Linked DNA regions of Gossypium arboreum: region 1 is linked to region 2. Evidence: chromatin contacts called from public Hi-C data. All regions are on one chromosome and are shown on one strand. The core of a region is the stretch at or near the end of the contact, and the rest is flanking DNA. Distances in the headings are between cores, read along the strand shown.

Region 1 (3,958 bases), core at 1,228-3,727, 190 kb before region 2:
AAAAGAGAGAACTCCAATATTCGTTACAGAACAAAGGGACAGTTCAGAATAAAATAACAGTATCATGAACGACGAACCCTCTCCTATTTGTGGATCCTTGGCCAACTTCTCAATGTCTTCCTTATCTTCCTGAGTGAGTTTGTAGGCAGAAAAGAGATCCTGTTTCTTTGCAACATAGTTTGCCTCAACCACAGTGGCAAAGACAGGAAATCCATTTTTTGTGTTCAATGACATATCAAAATTATTTGTGTAAATGCCTGTGACTTCCTGAAAAAGTGACATGGGACGCAAAACAAAAATTGGTGTTCCTGACAGAAGAAATAGGAACAAATCAAATATAGGAAGAAGATCCTACAATTTCTTCCCCAGGACGGGCACAGTCAATTAGATCATTGAGCAATATTACTTCCTTGTATCTTGGAAGCCTTCCAGCAGGCACAGTTCCTGGGCTTTCCTGAAGTGTGAGCTTCTGGTAGTTCCTGTATACTGTCTGCAACGAGGCAACAAAGAACATAGCGAAAAATGAAAACACGGATAATACTTTTAATTAGATGTTGGTTGGGACGAAATTTATTAAAAAACAAAGCCGCAGCTAAGATTAATCCAAACTTATTTGCAGTTCAGCAGGAGCTGTTTTGATTCTTAATAAGAAACAGAAGCTCAAAAACATTATCCAGCTTATAATCCTTTATTGTATAGAAAAACATACAGAAGTAACTACAGGTGCACCGGAAGGGAGCAAAAATTTACCTGCTCAATGTTGACAGTGAATGGGCCCTTCGATTGGCATTCGGGACAAGACCCAACCTTAACCTCTGAATATGAATTTTGAAAGAACGGTCCCAAAATTGATCCGCACTTGTTGCAATCATATTTTACCTGTTGCAATTGGGGAAAGACCCCAGATCGTCTAGTCACAACACCCCCAATACGAACCATGGTGTTCAAATGGATTTGCCTAGAAACGACAAAATGAGAAGTAAAAAACTGAAAAAATAGCAAAATAAAATTGTCAAATTGTGATATAAGAAAAGAAGAACATTCTACATTACCTAATATCACGAATTTGATCATAAATTGGAAGGTTTGTAATGCGGATATATATCTTCTGGTGGATTTTTTTGTAGTTTGGATGCAAATCAAAGACCACCCTTTGGGCAACATCTTCCATAACTTCTAGGACAGATTGAGGGGCATCAGCCAGCCAGATTGCGATATTAGGATGAACGGAAATGAACTGCTTGTAATCAATCTCCAAGCTGCACTTGTTGGCTGCAAAATGGAACAATGAATAGCGCATACAGCATATCAATTTGTCGCTTTTAATATTGATCAAATATTTTGTTTGTGCAGTTAGTTTTCAGAAACTACAGGTTAAGGATGAATAGATGCTTTACCTGACACCACCTCATTTATGAGGCGTACATATTCTACGTCCCCATGTCCATTTTTTGGGTTCACATATGCAAGTATGAAATCCCTGAACTTTTTGAATATGAAGCGACGCACTTCATCTCTAGTAACCCACTCTCTCAATGTTCCTTGGACACGGTACATCTCAAAGTCACCTTGATCATCACCTTCATCCTGAATACAACGAGGAAAGTTAGATGCCATTTGAAATGCCAACATTATTGAAGCTGAGGAGAGGTCTGAACCTCGTAAGGGTAATCATCGGTTCGATCAGTCATAGGAACATCGTCCCCTGAGTGGCCTTGCTGTGACCTTCCTGGTGAACTCCGCAAGCCATCAGTGTCGTCATAGCTTCTTGAGGCAGACGGAGGCCTTAAATCAGCCCTCTGTCGCTTAGAAGGCCTATAATTGTCATCATCTGTGTCTGCGGTCATCATTTCAACCCCGTATATTAACCACTTCGTATACAACAGAAAAAAAATATGGACCAGATAGAGAAAAAAAAATGGGAAGCCATGGAGCACTCTACCGACCCTGATCATGGAGAAGCTGAGGGAGCTTGCGGTTGGGGATGCGAGCATCACGGGCATCAAGCTCCAACTCGGCAGCCCTGCGATCCTGCATGATCTGATCCAAATCTCTCTCATCCTCCATCGATTCATCCAACCCCACTGATTCGTACTTGTCCTGCGCACCCATCTCCCTGTAATCATCCATGAACTTATCATTGTAGAGATCTTCCCCATCGTCTTCCTCTTCGCCCACCTCATCCGGCTCGTCTCTTATTACCTCAGGTTCCACCGCCGCCTCTTCCTCGTCCGATGAGTGGCTGCTGTCATGGGGCAACTGATCCGTGTTAAACCCTGCAGATGTCGGCGATTCTGGCGTCGACGGAACCGGATTTCCGGAATCTTCTCCAGCCATTCTTATGGATTCTCTTTGCCCGCTCAATCGTATCAAGAACGGAAGGCCATCTCTTAAGGCGCACAAATAAACGATAAAACCCTTCTTTTTGGCGCGAAGTTTTGGCGGCAAAATGGTGTACATGTCATTTAATACTTGTCGTATCCATTTTTATTTTTCTTTTTATTTCTCAGTTTGCTGGGCTTAGGTTCGGTTCCCATGTTTTTTTTTTAGATTAATATTATTATTCTATTTTACAAAATTAATTTGAATTCATAATAGGCTTAATGATAATGTTTATATGTTTTGGCAAAATTATATTAATTATATTAATTATATTGTTAAGTCTTTTTTTTGCCATCAATTTTATTCTTTTAAATTATTTTTAATGATTTGATGAAAATACCATTAAAAAGTTAACAGATGATATGAAATTTTATATGTCAAATATTTTTATTTAGATGTAATTTATTATTTAGATAATCTAATAAAATAATTACATGTAAAAATAATAAAATAAATAATTTATGAAGTTAAATAATAACTTTTAATTTAAAGGAAATAAACATAATTATCGAAAAAATATTGTAAAATGAATGCATACGTTTGTAATTATAATATTAAAAATATTCCACATTATCCATATTAGTTTTTAAGGATACTTTTGTCAAATCTATTAGAAAAATAGTTTAAAAAAGATTGATGATAAAAAAATTAAAAATTCAATTAAAGTCATTTTGACAAAATGTATGAACATTAGTAGCTAAATTTATCATTAAACCTTGATAATATGATACAATATCAATATAAAAATAAATCTCATTACCACATATTTTTAGGTTTCATTAGGTGATCTTTGTGATAATTTTAATCTATATTTCCGTTAAACCAAAACAAATAATAATAATAATAATAATAATAATAATAAATCAAAATTTTCAAAATTTCAAAATTTTCTCAAGTAACGTATGATTTTATTTATTTATTATATATGAGTTTTATAATAATTAGTTTTTTAATTCTACGTCCACTTAAACTTTTTAATTAACTTTTAAATAATATATTTTAATTATTGTAATTAATTTTTAATTCATTAATTGAATTTTTAAATATATTTAAAATATATTAACTTATTTAATAATTCAAAATAATAAATAAGAAATAAGAAATATTAAAATATTGATATTTTTAGATGTACGATTGTTGAAGCCGTAAAAAATAAAACCTACTTGAAAATGAACAATTAGTAGAAGGGAAAAGTATGGTCGAATCCACAAAGGTTGATAGAAATTGTATTCCTTCAACTAAAACAAATAAATTAAAGGAGAACGAGAGTTTTGTTTAAATAAAACGTAAAATTGTAAATTAAGAAATTAATAAAAGAAAATAAATTAATAATTAAAATTTTGGAAAAAAATTGATGAGATGAGATGAAATTATAGTCAAAGTAAATTCTTCGTTTGATTCTTGGGTTTGATAATTGATGCAAAGATAAATTTCAATATTATTTAATAAATTGGTTATAGTTATCGGCGATCGCCTAGTAGTCTAATCTCTTCTTACCCTTTCGATAATCTACACAATCGGCATTAATTACTTCCCTTATTGATAAACAATTGATCTGCCATGATTTATATTGTTA
Region 2 (4,007 bases), core at 235-2,734:
TAAAGGGTTATTTGGTGTCGTTTTAAATTTTTCTGAAAACAAGAAAAAGAAAACATGTATTTGTTTTCAAAAACGGAAAAAGGAAGAGAAAATTCCAAAATTGTTGGAAAAAAAAGAAGAAGTTCCAACTGTTTTAAGAAAAAACAATTTCGTTTGTGACACTACTTTTATAACAAAATAATAATTAAAAATTAAAATATAAGCATAAATAATGTAGTTGGGTCTTTTATTGAATATGGTGGGAGGAGTTAGCACGTAGCCTTTCGTAAATCAATCATTCATCTACTTTTCTAAATTTTTGTTGACGTTAAATTAACACATTTGATTCATTAAAAAAAAGTCATTTTTCTTTAAAGGGCTAGTTTGGGACCAAAATTTCAAGTACATCACTATTAAAAATTTATCACCTATTTAAAACATAAATATAATTTAAAATAATATACAATAAATAATAAAATATATAATTTAAAATTAATTAATAATACGTAAAATATGTATTATATTGAAATAATATAGATATGCAATTAAAGGAGGTATTATGCATAATAAAATAAAATTATTAAAATAAAATTTTAATTTAGTGATACATTTAAAGTTTTATCAATTTAATTGACGTAGTTTAAATTTTTCTATGTGCATATTTTTATTAATTTTTTAAAATTAAAATATTTTCTAATAATATAACTCATTTAAAATGTTAAAGAACATTTTAGTAATTTCCTAATATAATTGGTAATGGATTAACTTATAAAATCAAATCAATCGAGCTTAAATATGAAAATAATTTTTTTATTCATTCTATTTCTAATTTTGGTGAAAAACATAATTTAATATCATTTTTGTGATAAATAAAGTGAAATAACTCTCTATTGGTTCAAATAAAATTTAGATTGTTTCTTCTACTAATATTTTTATAAATTTAAATATTTGCACTAATGTCAATGTAAAAAATTAAATTTCTTAATTTAATTATATTAATATTTATCATACTCATGAAATTTAATATTTCATATAAATTTTATATTTTAATAGTAATGGAGTAGATGGTTGTTACTTTTCTTCTTTTTTTTTTAAATAATGAACGGTTTACTTGATAGTTTAATTAAGAATTTTTAAGAGTGCATAGATATTTTGTTTATAAAAATTAAATTAAAATCAATATTAACCGAGATTCAATTATAAAATATAGTATTTTGGTTTCTTACATCCAAATAAGAAAAATACATATTATTTGAAGTCATAATTTTAAAATTTTGTGTACCCCTAATTTTACCATTAGTAATATTTAATTTTTATATTAATAATTTTAAATGTCTTGATTACCTTTATTTTTAAAAATTAGTATTTATTCCCCAAGATTTAGAAATATTTGAATGGACACTTATAATAAAAATATTTTTAAAAAAAAACATAAATTTAAGGTACAAATAACAATGGTGAGGAGAGATAAAATATTAGCATTATAAATTAATTATTACAAAAAAATATTAGTTTATTTAAGAAAAGAAAAGCTGTGTTGCCTGTCTCCGTAAACAAAAGCACAGATCTGATTTTAAAGCTACGAAGGAAGGATTTAGCAGTGAGCAGAACAGATCTGAACACCACTTCACTCCCCCACATACCACTTCATTAATATTATAAAGAAAAATATAATAAAAGGGCAGATAAAGTGACAGCCCGGTGACCAACTGTTTTTTGCTTTGCATTTCGTAATGGCAGAAGTAGCATTGCATTGCATTTTATCTTTTGAGGTACATATCAAGCTGTCTCAACCTCTCTGAGAAAACAAAGCTGCCATTTTACCTCACACAGGAAGAAAATAAAAACTTAAGCAACCAAGCAAGAAAGAAAGAGCGATGAGGCAGGGAGCATCAGCAACCAATTAAGATGATGAATAGGAACCTAAGGGAATCGCTGGTGAGCGGCGGCGGGAGGAATAACAGTAATAACATTCCGGCGGCCTCCCTTCATCACCGCCGTGGAAAAATTTTTAACGCTGGATTGTTCCCCAGGGATTCAGAAGAGAATTTGGATCTTTTCTCAAAGAGTCGCCGCAGCCTCTCCGTCGCCTCCTCCGATGGTACAAACTTCTCCTCTTCTGCGGTTCCTTTTCTTACTTTGATGCTATTATTTTCAGATTAGTTTGTCAATTTCAAAGGGAGCAGTTAGCTAAGCTTCGTCTCTATTCTTTTCCATTTCTATTTTTCTTTCTCCCATAAATTAAGAAAATGACTGATGGTTTTGGATGCAAATATAGTCGTTTTTAGGGGAATGATAGCTAAAATAAGTTTTGATTTTGATTTTGATTTTGTAGTGTCAGTAAAACAGGGAAGAACATCACATGGATCAGATGATCTACTTTCTTCTACAGATGGAGGAAAGCATGATTATGACTGGTAAATCATTGCTATTTTATTACTATAATAATAGATTACTGGTAAATCGCATCTCTCTCATTTCCAAATTTAATTAAACTAATCATTTGCATCATTTTCTCTTTCGGATCTGGTTTCTTTCCATAATCCAATGTTCAAAATTTTTTAAAGCTTTTTTCATATATATGGAAAATCTTTGAATGGAAAAGACAACCATCTAAATGAACGAACCTTTTCTTCTTGTGAATCTTCACTTTTTCAATTGTTTCAAGTCAATGTTAACTGGAATCCAGATCTGTCAACTAAAACTAAAACTCATTTCGCTGTTTCAATTTTATTGGAATGTGAATTTTTTTTTTTTGAGACTACATTTTTTGTTCATATGAACACAATTTTAAATAAATAAATTCTGAAGTTTGTGAATTGTTTGTTTTATTTAATAATTTTACTGAATTGGATCACGAATGCACCTTGATTGGTTTCGTGTGTACCAATTCGAAAATGGTTGAGAAGATAGCAATCTCTGGTATTGTTTATAATAATGTTATGCTATAACGTTGAGTTGTTGAGTTACTCAAGTGAACAAAATTCTGGGTGAAACTTTTTGCCCTAAGCTTTGAGAGGTAAAATTTGATTGCTTTAGTGATCAAATAACCGATTTGACAACCATTTCTGGGTAATATATTACCTTGCTCGCTTAATTGAGACTTGAATTTAGACTCAGTTTGGAAATCCTTGTCTCTCTCAGTTTATAATATTAACTACTTTTCCATTATTAGGCTTCTAACTCCTCCTGGAACTCCAGTCTTTCCTTCATCTGAGGGATCAGAATCTCAGTCAGCTCCAAGAAGCAATTCCAAAGTTAGATCAGTTTCAACCACAAAGGCTTCAAGGGTATGCATGTCCTTAATTTTAGACTTATTTTGCTTTTTCTGTCAAAATTAGTGGTTGCACTATTTTCTGGTTAGCATATGATTGTTATTGTCCACTCAAAGTTGGCAACCATGAATGACTTTTTTTTTTTTTTGGTTTCTCTCTGTTTCAGCTTTCAGTTTCACATTCTGAAAATAATCCTTCCTCGAGACCTGCTAGAAGCAGTTCGGTCACTCGACCTTCTCTCTCTTCTTCATACAATAACTATTCATCAAATAGGGGCAGTTCAATTCTCAATACAAGCTCAGCTTCTGTGTCATCTTATATTAGACCATCCTCACCTATCACCCGCTCATTATCTACAGCAAGACCTTCAATCCCATCTTCAAGGTCAACATCATCGCGGCCCTCAACTCCTTTGAAAGTTCGTCAATCTCCAACAAGCTCTTACCTTGACAAGAGTAGGCCCTCACAAAGTTCAAGACCGTGGACTCCAACTTCTAGGCCACAAGTCCCTGCAAACTTGAACTCAACAGCTGTTCGTTCGAATTCTCGCCCATCAACTCCCACGCGTCGGAATCCAGCAGCTTCTTTGTCTTTACCAGTTAGTCCTTCACCTTCTTCTAATGGGCGCACTGTTTCAAATGGTCACACTGCAGCTCCAGCATCTCGACCAAGCTCCCCAGGTCCACGAGTCCGCCCTCCGCAACAGCCAGTTGTACCCCCTGATTTTCCTCTTGACACACCACCAAACCTTAG

What was found. Hi-C and Micro-C count contacts between places; a contact is called where the count stands out from the background.
Region 1: a Hi-C map of leaf shows a contact between it and region 2, with 2.7 times the contacts expected there. The contact joins the promoter of LOC108489880 here to the promoter of LOC108480191 in region 2. A contact is called at or near these places in 2 of 5 Hi-C or Micro-C datasets (both in leaf).

The regions. Positions count from the first base shown.
Region 1 is chr3:77,097,048-77,101,005 of ASM2569848v2, reverse strand. It overlaps LOC108489880 (DNA replication licensing factor MCM2-like), which reads right to left and starts at 2,477. Exons shown (of 17, transcript XM_017794598.2): 1 at 1,947-2,477; 2 at 1,659-1,837; 3 at 1,398-1,587; 4 at 1,053-1,272; 5 at 751-958; 6 at 356-490; 7 at 79-267. The coding sequence starts at 2,460.
Region 2 is chr3:76,901,434-76,905,440 of ASM2569848v2, reverse strand. It overlaps LOC108480191 (A-agglutinin anchorage subunit), which reads left to right and starts at 1,484. Exons shown (of 5, transcript XM_017783095.2): 1 at 1,484-2,080; 2 at 2,315-2,396; 3 at 3,155-3,269; 4 at 3,421-4,007. The coding sequence starts at 1,888.